2 separate regions of the Sus scrofa genome follow, and region 2 is linked to region 1. Evidence: chromatin contacts called from public HiChIP or PLAC-seq data. All regions are on one chromosome and are shown on one strand. Each heading gives the region's core, a stretch centred on a gene start, on an enhancer-like site or on the middle of the called end of the contact. The rest is flanking DNA. Distances are from core to core; before and after follow the strand shown. Region 1 holds the start of KIT (KIT proto-oncogene receptor tyrosine kinase). Region 2 holds the start of LOC100525350 (polyprenol reductase).

Region 1 (6,014 bases), core at 1,533-4,032:
GAAATAAATGAACTATCTGAGATCCCTCCCCTTTTTTTTGTCTTTTTGCCATTTTCCTAGGCCACTCCCATGGCATAGGGAGGTTCCCAGGCCAGGGGGTCAAATCAGAGCTGTAGCCGCCGTTCTATGCCAGAGCCACAGCAATGCTGGATCCGAGTTGCATCTGCAACCTACACCACAGCTCACAGCAACACCGGATCCTTAACCCACTAAGCAAGGCCAGGGCCAGGGATCGAACCCGCAACCTCATGGTTGCTAGTCGGATTCATTAACCACTGAGCCATGACGGGAACTCCTGGGATCCCTTTTTAAGACCATGTTATTTCCAGCAGGATAAGTCCAGCTGCTGGGGATGACTCGAGCCTCACACCTGCAGGAACCAGAAGAGGGGGTGATGATTCACTATTCCTTGCAGGTTCATCCTGCTGGGCACAGGAGTTGTAAACAGTGGGGGGGGGGGTGATGGAGGGTCCTGCGGAGTTGGCATCTCCTAGCGCTCAGAGGGAGCCGAAAGGAGAGCATGTGTGGACCGGGGAAGGCACACACCTCCCTGCTTTAAGCAGAGGCAGACGAGTAGGACACCACCATGCAGTTCCTGTGACCAGGAGAGGCAGGGGAATTTTGAGGAGGCAGGAAAGATTCAAGTAAAGGGTTTAGAAGAAGTGCAGGCTACGCTCATAATATTGGAAAAGGAGGATTTGGGACCCAACGCATCCTTCTTGATGCACATGCCTCGCTGTTCTGTTGAGGACCCTGGACGCTCCCAAATTTAAGGGGCTGCTGGCACAAGGGCACACAGCCAATAAAAGCTGAGAAACCAGAAAAGCAGCACAAGCCTTTGTCACTACACCACAGTGCCCTCCAGGAGCCATACCTTAAAATTCCCTCTGCCCCCCTCCCCCCAAAAAAAGGAAAAAAAAAAATCTCTTGGATGGAGCAGGCTAATTATGAGAAAGAAGCAACTGATCCATTTAATTTTAAAAAGGGAAAACGGTCTATGTAGTTTTTCTTGGGCCCCCATCGGGTCCCCTGCCCATACCTTAACTGAAATTAGAATGTCAAGGCACAAAGATGTAGGGACCAAACGTCTCATTTGAAGCTCAGGCGGTCAAATCCGCTCCCGGAATCCGGACACTCATTCATGATCCCTCCTTCCTCTCTTCCCCCCACAGGAAAGCCCTCACAATGCTTTACAAGACCGGGGAGGGGGAGCTGCATCTTCAGACTTTATGGGAAAACTGACCAGCAGAGTCCCACAATAGTTTTTAGCGATGCTTCCTTTGGAGCCCCTGAATTCCAGTCCAGACTCACTTTCTATCCTTACATCATCAAGGGAGTCTTAACGGTTAAAAAAAATAAATAAAAAATAAAAAAACACCTGAGAAAAACCAGAGCTTCGGCGGTTAGCCAGGCGACTTGCGCACCATCGACACCCAGAAAAAGAGAAGGGGCAGGAATCTGATTGAGGGCTTCCAGGAGTCTGCCGATCCACCTCCTCCACCTGAAGACCCAACTTCCCGCGCACATATAACCGATTTTCACAACAGTTTTAAGATCTAAGTAAGATTTGCAGAAAGTTCCACTCCATCTCCCATTCCCAACCTCAAGCAGCCCGTCTGTAGAGCTATCACCTGGGAGAGGGTGTTGAGAATCTCAAAATTCCCAAGGAAAATAGGGACTTGCGATTACAGGTAAAAGACACGGAGCCGAGGGTATTGCAGAGCCCCGCCAGCCTGGCCGGCACTGTGGCCCGGCATGGGCGGCGGCCGGGGTCGGGGACTGCAGTGTCCCGGCTCACCTTCGCTGCCTCGCCCGGGAGCAGGCAGCAAACGCACCCACCAGCCTCTCCGAGGCGCGTTGCAGGGAAAGAACGGCACCGCGGCAGAAAGGGGCGAGTCTCCAGCACTGGATTTACAAAAGCAAAAAGTCTGCAACCTAGCGGCTGCTTTCCACATGCCCTGCCCAAGTTGTCCCTGGAGCCGCACTTCCAGGTTCCCCGGTTCCAGAACCGCACGCCGCGCGCTCCCCGTGCAAAATGCATAACCAGGGTGCCTGGGACGCCGTAGCCTTCGACTCGGGTCCTGGGTGGCGCCACAAGCAAGAGGCGGCAGCGGGTCGTCTCTAGCGCCGGGGCACAAAGAGCGCCGCGGTTTGGAAAGCAGCTGTCTCAGACCAAAGAAAAGGCTCTCCTGCAACTTCGCTCTCGGTGCGGCTCAGAAGCTGCGAGCCCGTCCTCCCGTGCGCCGGTCACACACGCACAACTTTCAACAAAAGGAAGCAACGGCCGCGCCTCGGCGGGTGGAGATAACGCGCTGGGTGCGAACCCGCGAGCCGCCCGCCTCTGCCTCCGCGCATCGTCGGCACAAAAGCAGCCCTAAACTCGCAGGCACCCCGCCGCCCTCCGCGGGCACCCCGCTCAGCCTAAGCCCCCTCGCCGCCCAGGTTCCCAAAAGACCCGCAGCTCAGCGCCCCCACCCCCAGCGGCAGGGGGGGGCTCCTGGCACAGGTGAGCATGGCTGAGCGCAGGAGAGTTCCGGGGCCGCCCCGAATCTTCCCGGAGGCTAAAGCGCAGCAGCCCCCGGGGGGCGGCAGCCACCTCTTCTGACACACCCGACTGTGTTCGAGCCCTCGGGGGGCACAGGCTGTGCCGGGGGAAGCGGTTCCTGTGCCCGCGGCGCCCTCCCACCTGTCTGGACGCGAAGCAAGAGCTGCAGGACGAAGAGAAAATCCCAGGCGCGGCGAGCGCCTCTCATCGCGGTGGCTGCTCTGGGACCGGAGCTCCTTTCCACGTTCCTGCTCTCGCCCAAGTGCACGGAGCGCGGCAAAGCCGAGCCCCCAGAGCCGCGAGCGCGGAGCAGCAGCCCCTCCTCCCAGTGCCCTCCTCCTGCGCGCCGGCCACGCCCCTTCTCCGCGCCCCTCCTCGCCTCCCCTCCCTCCCTCGCGCCCCGGTCTCGCTCCCTGGCGGCGGCGTCTGACCCCTGCACTTTCGACGTGCTAATCCCAGGGGTCTGAGCCCGCCGGGGAGGGTGAGGGCTAGCCGGCCCCATCCGCCAGCTCTCGAGCCCAGAGTCCCTTCATCTCTCCACCTCTTCTCCCCTGTGATGTGGTCAGGCCGCCAGAGGCGGTTCCCGGTCAAAAGGGTGCTGCCCGCGCGCTTTGTGAAGCTGGGCGCCACGCGCACCTCAGAGCAAGGGCCCGCCACCTGGTAGTGGTCCCCTGACAATAAAGGGCCGCCGCCGCCCCTCGATCACGCTCCCGCGGGAGGAGGCTGGACGCTGCGGGTGGTGGAGGTGGTGCGGGGATAGGAATCGGGGCTGGGGGGTGGCTGGGATTGGTCCCCAACATTCTTCTCCATTCCTGTTACTCGAGGGGGACCAAGCGCGGCGCGGAGCACCGCAGTAAAAGGCTGAGCGCCGGTGTAGGTAATTCTTAATGCTCAGTTTCTCCACCTGCTCCTTAACCTGTAAGAACACAATTGTTTTCTATTGGCATGGCCGACTGAGGCCTATGTGGAGACTGGGGCTTTGAGGTGGGGAGGGGCGCCTTGCGAAGTTTACTCTGGGAGTTTTTAAAACCCTTCTGCAGCAAAGTCGTTGTGCTAGAAGCCCTCTGGGCGCCTTCCCCCTACCCCGTTTTTTTGTTCCTGCTTTCTCTGCCTCTCTATCGGACGACAGTTACAGGGGTGGAGATTCTTGTGTTCCTCTTAGCTGTCCTAGCCTGTACCCAAAGCAAAACAATAGTAAAATGATCCTCTTAAGCCAAGTTCCACTGCCTAGGAAGTGCTTTCCCCAAGGAAACAACAGTATCTGTGGAGGTTTTACAGTTCCTTCTTATGTGGAATGTTTTTTCATGCTCACAATAACGGCTTTGTAGGTAGATATGTTTATTATTTCAATTCTAAAAGTAGCCCAAGATTTATTCAGTTTAAGACTGACTCTAGGTATGATGAGGTTTCCCCACACAGTGTCATAAATCAGTGAAACACCCCTCTAGAAAGCTTAAGGATGGAAAATATGAGTTCCCGTTGTGGTGCAGCAGAAACAAATCCGAATAGGAACCTTGAGGTTGCTGGTTCCATCCCTGGCCTTGCTCAGTGGGCAAAGGATTCCGAGTTGCTGTGGCTGTGGTGTAGGCCGGCAACAACAGCTCCAATTAGACCCCTAGTCTGGGAACCTCCATATGCTGCAGGTGTGGCCCTAAAAAGACAAAAAAAAAAAAAAAAAAAAAGAATGGAAAATAAATGGGAAGTGCCCCTCAGCAAAAGCAGTAGAATAATTTAGATACAGATAATAATCATTTAGATACAGACTAGACTCCTCTCTAAAGTAGCAGCCAAAATTTATAACTAACCAGCCCCCCCTTTATTTAATATTGAAAGCTCTCCTGTTTGGATGTTGATAGGACCTAAATTCCTTTAAGAAAAGTCAATTCTAAAACTAATCACAGAATACATTTAGAATGGATAAGCAATGAGATTGTACTGTACAGCACAGGGGAACTCTATCCCATCTCTTGGGATAGACTGTGATGGAAGATAATATAAGAAAAGGAATGTATGTATGTATGTGACTGGGTCACTTTGCTGTACAGCAGAAATTGGCACAATATTGTAAATCAACTATTTTTTTTAAACAAGAATCATCAAAATTATCACTACTTTATCAATACATATGACTACCTTTCTTTAAATGTATTTTATTTATTCAATAAGCATTTACGTATCTGCTGTGAACAAGGAGGAGCTGGGCACTGGGAGGCATTGTTCGTAGACAGGTGTGGGCCCTGCCACAATCCTTACGGTCAAGTGTGGGAACCCACACCCCGGAGACCTAGCAAGTGGTTCAAGCCATACAGCTGTGGGAGGAGTGAAATGCAAAGCGCTCTGTTTGCGCTCCGGAACATCAGATCACATCTTTTTCTTAGAATGACAGAGATAAAAGCTAGCACTCAAAGCAATCATAAGTTTCTGAGATCTTGATTTATTTCAAAAATCATTCTGTAGTGAGGCAGAAGATGTGTTAAAATATCAACATTATGCCTGAGAGAGAAATTTACAATTTTCTTCTTCAATCAACTGATACTGGAAAGGATAACAAGTCTTCAGAAGAGTGGGTGAAAAGAGACCATATTGCAATTGAGTTCTAGGCAGGAAACTTCTATCAAAAAAATGAAAAACCAGGAGTTCCCATTGTGGCGCAGTGGTTAACGAATCCGACTAGGAACCATGAGGTTGCGGGTTCGGTCCCTGCCCTTGCTCCGGTTAACGATCCGGCGTTGGGTTAACGATCCGTCGTTGCCGTGAGCTGTGACGTAGTTTGCAGACGCGGCTCGGATCCCGCGTTGCTGTGGCTCTGGCGTAGGCCGGTGGCTACAGCTCCAATTCCACCCCTAGCCTGGGAACCTCCATATGCCGCGGGAGCGGCCCAAGAAATAGCAACAAACAAAAGACAAAAGACAAAAAAAAAAAAAAAAAAATGAAAAACCAGAATAGAGAATTAGACAATGCTGGACTATCATTCATTTTTACCATTCAAAAATACCTATGGGAGTTCCCTAGTGGCCTAGCAGTTAGAGATTCAGTATTGTCACTGCTGTAGCTCATGTTTGATCCCTGGCCCAGGAATTTATGCATGCTGTGGACTTGGCCAAAAAAAAAGAAAAGAAAAATTTAATAATTAAAAAAAAACCACCTATGAGCCCCTAGGTAAGCATAAACTACAAAAATCAATAAGACAGAATCTCTGTCTAGAGGGATTCACAGTCCAGGAGGGAAAACTGATACCCAAATATGAAACTATAACATCTATTAACAGAGCTTTTGTTCAGCCAGTACACACCCAGTTGGCCATATTTGTCGGTAGAATATTGAAATTTTTCTGTACTGATTGAAAAGAAAAAAAAAACTTAACTTCCCTCTACACCTAAGTACCCTCTCACTTCAATTCCTCCCTTGAGATACCCCAAATCTCCCCAAATCCAGCAATTAAAGTTTTAATGCCAGGCACAGCAGAAAG
Region 2 (6,014 bases), core at 1,129-3,628, 620 kb before region 1:
AATATCAGACAGGGCTACTGAAATCAAACTCCATGAACTCATTTTAGGTTTAATTCTTGTCTCTTTAGGAAAAAATAATCCCAAACAAAATTACCTAAGCTTTTAGATGAAGAAACATGATTTATAGCTGTCCATTAGAAATGGAGTATAGAACTTACAGGCTCATTTCCACTTTTAAGAGTACTACTAAATTTTGAACAAGGAAAAGTTGTATTTATTTATTTTTTGCCTTTTTTTTTTTTTTTTTTTTTTTTTTTTTAGGGCCGCACCACAGCATATGGAGGTTCCCAGGATAGGGGTCTAATCGGAGCTACAGCTGCTGGCCTCTGACACAGTCACAGCAATGCCAGATCCGAGATGCGTCTGCAACCTATACCACAGCTCATGGCAACGTCGGATCCTAATCCACTGAGCGAGGCCAGGGATCGAACCCGAGTCCTCATGGATCCTAGTCAGGTTCATTACTGCTGAGCCACAACAGGAACTCCCACTGGTACCTTTTCAAAATGCAGAAAATAAATTGCTAGAATTGACACTCTCAAAATAATTTTTTTCTTCACTTTATAACATTAAAATAAATGACAACCTAGGAATGCCTCCGCTATGAGGTAGAAAAGTACTTAGTATAGTCGAAACCTGATTAAAAATAGTGACAGGGGAGTTCTCCTGGGGTCTCAGTGGTGATGAACCCAACTAGTATCCATGAGGATGTGGGTTCTATCCCTGGCATCATTCACTGGGTTAAAGATCTGGCACTGTTCTGAGCTGTGGTGTAGGTTGCAGATGCTGCTCAGATCCTGCATTGCTGTGGCTGTGGTGTAGGCCAGATTTGACTGCTAGCCTGGGAACCTCCACATTCCACCAGCGTGGCCCTAAAAAGGCAAACAAACAAGCAAACAAAGCCAAAAATAGTAACAGGAAATTTCCACTTGTAAAGAGCCTGTAATAACTAGTAAGTTTAATCCTCATGTTTGAATCCTCTACTTCTTCCCAGGACCTCATTCCCTTCACTGTTGCTCAGAATGATCTAGTTCTCCCCTCTCAGTGTTAATACCTGATGAATCTTTCTCCAAAATGGGAAGCCACGGTTTGGAAGCCAAGTTTACTTAGGCCCTATCCTGTCTGTGAATATGGGGCACTGCCTACAGAGAGGTTAAGCAGTAAGTGACCAAGGTGTTTATACATCATAAACCCTGTCATATTTCTCCATATTCTTTCCTAAATGCCAACTTAGGACGTACCTCCAAGTAAAGTCATGGCTTTTGTTCCTACCATCTAGAAGTGGGTGGCTCACTGTTCTGGCTATATTCTGAATTTAAAGTAAAAACAGAGAAACAAAAATATCGCCAAACAGGCCTTACAATTTCTGAAAGAATTCTATTTAAGCCCTAACGGTGTAACTTCCCATTAAATTCAGTTATGAAATTTGCTGAAAGTCAAATGGCGCTTGGGGGGACCTGCTTTGCCTAAAACGTGCCATCTCGGGCAATTTTCTCCAGGGGCACCTGCCAAAGTGCGGGTTTGAGAGTCAGTGGCGTCAGCCGGTAACCAGCTTCTCAGACTTAGTCCTGACTGCGAGGATTGATGAGACACATAGGGCACAGAGAGGAGCGAAGGGGGGGCTTGCCTTCATTTCTAGTGAGTTCCGCAGACCTCAAGACAGATGATGAGCCCCTAAAGTGCAGGAGAAGGGAAGGAGGAGAATCTGGGGGCAAAAGAGACTTGAACTTGTGACCAGGCCTAAATTTGGAAGTCTTTCCCCAAAGGAAAGACTACGTGCAACCACCAATTCACCTTCCTGCGCCCTCGAGGATGCGCGCGGCTCAGCATCACCGGTGACGGCGGAACCGCGGCGCATTTCGCCCCCAGGGCCACGCAGCAGAAGCGGGCTGCGCAGGCGGGCGGCCTGTCTGGGAACTCCTCTGGGCCTCCCCGGCCGGGTCCGCTTCGGCTCACGCCCGCCTCTGCTGCCCCCTGCTGGCTGTCTGAGCCCGGCACGCTTTAGCCACCGAGACTCGCGCCCGAGCACGGTTACCTCTTGGGGACATCAAAGGCCCGGCAGATAGCAGGGCGCGGCGGTCCCCCATGCTTCGTTTTTCCATGGCGGATGAGGTCCTGGAAGAGCGCGCAGCCCGGAAGCAGGCGGGGCGGCATGAGCTGCAGCAGGAGGGTCAACAGGAAGGCGGCGGCCAGCGTGAGCCATACGGCGCGCAGCGGGTTCAGTACCAAGAGCTCGGCCTCCAACCGGGGGACCATGGCCGGCACACCCAGCGTCCACGCTCCGGAGGTCGGCAGCGAGGGGCAGCAGAGACGCCAGCACACGCAAACCGCACCCGGGGCTAGCCGGGCGGGACGTCGGTGACGCAGCGCGGGGCGGAGACGTGATAGGCCCCGCCCCTGGGGGAGGCCACGCCCCCTGGGAGGAGACGACGCGCCACCGCGCGGGCTCCAAGGTCTGGGTCCCGCTGATGCTAGCAGGTTGTCCTTTGTCGCTGGTTTGAGTTGGGGTGCCTAGATGGGACCCCAGAATGTGATTGAACAGTATGATTCAAAGAGGCAGAACGGATAAGACGGTGCCTGAGAGTTTTTATTGCAGCATTATTTTCAATGGAAAAGTGGAAACAATGCAGAATGTTCCACTTTAAGGTATTTAGCTAAATTATGGTACAGTAACACATTGGAATGTCATACAGTAATTGACATGGTAATTATGAAAACTAAAAACGCAGTGAACTCTTTACTATAACTGAACCTGTGGACTAAGGGAAAAAAAGCCAATTATAAAATATATAGCTATGATTGCAATTATGTAATGTGAATGTACGGATGAAGACGGTAGATCATACACAAAAATGAATATTATATTAGATAAATGTGTATGATTTGAATACGCAAACTAGAAAATCATGAAGACACTTGCAAATACAAAAATGAAAGTGATAAAAATTGGTCCTTTTCCTGCTGCAGTTCCACTCCACATAGGCAAAGCTTTTAACTTCATCAGCAATTTCTTTTGATATTTACCTCTCTGCAGTAACAGTGTGATTTTTCTTGACTCATCAGTTTTAAACAACATTGATTTTTGGTTAGGACACATGAAAATTTAACCCTTTTAATACTTTTAAAAGCCTTTAAAATGACAATTCCAAAAAATATTATCATATACCTATTATATGACGGGTATCATTTTGGACAATGAGAACAGAGAGGCTTATGGGACAATGTCCTTGACTTTTTGAAGCTTACATTCCTGAGATTGGGTGGCATGTGAGGGGAGCACCAGCCCTTATCCCAGTGAGGTACCCTGTGTGTGTTGTAAATCAGCGTCAGGGAACTGGGTGGAAGGTTAATGTGGCTTGAACAGTCTTTTGCATTGTTAAATGTGCCAGCTTCTTAGAGTTTTGCTTCCTTGTGCAAGGAAACCTCAGGCTGTACCAGTGACTTAAGAGCCATGTGATAAAGGATGGTCACATTGGCCTTCCAGCTGGGACAATGAGATCTCTTTCTATGACCCAGGGTTTTTGCAGGGTCACCTCTTCATTGCCCCTTCACTGTTTTTAGGGTAAGCCCATAGAATCTCAGCTGGCCCTTCTAGGACATCTTTCCAGAAAAGCTACTTGAAGTGCCTTGCAGGGACCAGATTTCCTGGGAGGTTCTGTTGTACTTTCCTGACCTGGGGCAGGATTGCAAAACAAGGTGTGTGTGTGTGTGTGTGTGTGTGTGTAGTGGAAACAGGAAAGACTGAGGATGGAGGAATAAATTAACCTCTATTTTGGGGGTTGGATTTTTATCAGCACGCACAGCTCATATTCAGACAAGCTTCCTGTAGAGGGCAGTAACTGAATAGGAAATCCCAAGTTAGGCCCAATTAGGAGCATTTGTAAATGTTTTAAATTTTTACTAGAGTGTGAGTTATTTTTGGTAAATCAGGCTCAAGCCTGTTAGATCATTGCCAATAAATATCATTTGGTTTCTGTCTTTTCTTCATTTAATTACCAGAACTGTACAATCAACAAACCTCTGGCTTGGCCTGCAGTGTCATTTTTCCAAATGTTCAGGCCCAAATCCTGAACTCAACCTTTTTTTTTTTTTTTAATTTTTAAAATTTTTATAATGATTTTTATTTTTTCTATTATAGCTGATTTGCAGTGTCCTGTCACTTTTTCGCTGCATAGGAAGGTGACCCAGTCACACATACATGTATACATTCTTTTCTCTCATATTATCACGCTCCATCACAAGTGACCAGACATAGTTCCCAGTGTTATACAGCAGGATCCCATTGCTTATCCATTCCAAGAGCTATAGTTTGCATCTATTAACCCCAAATTCCCAGTCCCTCCCACTCCTTCCCTCTTCTTGGCAACCACAAGTCTGTTCTCCATGTCCATGATTTTCTTTTCTGTGGAAAGGCTGAACTCAACCTTGATTCCTCTCTTGCTCTCACAGCCTAAATGCAATTTGTCAGCAAATCCTCTTGGCTCTGCCTTCAAAATAGAAAACCAAAATTCAGTCACCTTTGGAGTCACTGCTTTCCTGAAGTCCCTAGCCAGCTCAGTAAATAAGAAAAAGAAAGAAAAGTCCTAAGGACTGAAAGTAAGAAACAAATTATAATTATTTGAAGATAATGTGAAACTCCAATAGATTTTACAGATAAGATATTAGAACTAATAGAGTTTGATAAAGTTGCCAGGTACAAAAATTAGTTTCTAGATGTTGATCCTTTCTGTTTCCCAGAAATGAACAGAAAATAAATGTTTTAAAGATAACCATTTTCGGAGTTCCCATTGTGGCTCAGTAGTAATGAGCCCGAGTAGTATACATGAGGTTGCGGTTTTGATTTCTGGCCTCGCTCAGTGGATTAAGGATCCAGCGTTGCCCTGAGCTGTGGTGTAGGTCACAGACATGGCTCTGATCTGATGTTGCTGTGGCTGTGGTGTAGGCTGGCATCTGCAGCTCCAATTCAGCCCCTAGCTGGGAACTTCCATTTGCTGTGGGTGCAGCCCTAAAGAGCAATAAATAAGTAAATAAAATTAAATGTAAAATTTAAAAAATAAAAAATAGGAGTTCCCTTTGTGGCTCAGCAGTTAATGAACCTGACTAGGAACCATGAAGATGTGAGTTTGATCCCTGGCCTCCCTCAGTAGGTTAAGGATCTGGCCTTGCCATGAGCTATGGTGTGGGTCACAGAAGCAGCTTAGATCCCACGTTACTGTGGCTGTGGTGTAGGGCAGCCGCTGTAGCTCCGATTTGACCCCTAGCCTGGGAACTTACATATGCCGCTGAAAAAGCAAAACAATAAAAATAAGAAAGATACCATTTTCAATGACATAAACTGTTATGTATCTGGAAGTAAACCTAGTAAAATGTATGTAGGTCTTCAAAGAAAATAAAATGTTACTGACAGAGAAAATCCATTTAAAAGGAGAGCTATACTAAGCTCACAAATTGGAAGACTCAGTATAGTTAAAATGACAATTCTCCCCAAGCTGATTTATGGAATAATGTAATCCCAATCAAACCCCAGCTTTTTGTGGAATTTAAGAAGCTGATTCTAAAATCTGTAAGGAAGTAGGAAAGGCTAAAGATGGTCAAGGCACTCTTGAAGATTAAGAAGTCGACTTGCTTCATGAGCTCTCAAGACTAAGACAGAGATCTAGTAATTATGTCAGTATAGTGTGGAAGCAAAGGATAGACAAGAAGACAGTGGAGCATAACAGAGTGTCCAGAAACAACCTCCTCCCGCTTCCCACACTCCCTTTGTATTTTTCCATAACCCTTGCCACCACATGCCATGCCGTATGCATTCATTTCTTAATTTAGGAAACACATTTTTACCTCCCAGTACATAGGAGGTACTCAGTAAATATCTGTGGAATGACCAAACAAATGCATGAATGAATGAACAAATTTCCTGAGCCTCCACAATGCATAAGGTCTTATAATAATAAGCTGTGGGACGGTCCACAGGGCCAAGATCATAGGCTTCTTGAAGAGCATATCAGAGTAAAAAG

The links. HiChIP or PLAC-seq counts read pairs in DNA pulled down with a chosen protein or histone mark.
Region 2: an H3K27ac HiChIP or PLAC-seq map of skeletal muscle shows a contact between it and region 1, with 5 times the contacts expected there. The contact joins the promoter of LOC100525350 here to the promoter of KIT in region 1. A contact is called at or near these places in 2 of 2 datasets of contacts at active chromatin or transcription factors (alveolar macrophages and skeletal muscle).

What each region holds. Positions count from the first base shown.
Region 1 is chr8:41,399,102-41,405,115 of Sscrofa11.1, reverse strand. It overlaps KIT (KIT proto-oncogene receptor tyrosine kinase), which reads right to left and starts at 2,782. Exons shown (of 22, transcript NM_001044525.1): 1 at 2,687-2,782. The coding sequence starts at 2,753.
Region 2 is chr8:42,020,716-42,026,729 of Sscrofa11.1, reverse strand. LOC100525350 (polyprenol reductase) reads right to left here and starts at 2,378. Exons shown (of 7, transcript XR_298920.3): 1 at 2,036-2,378.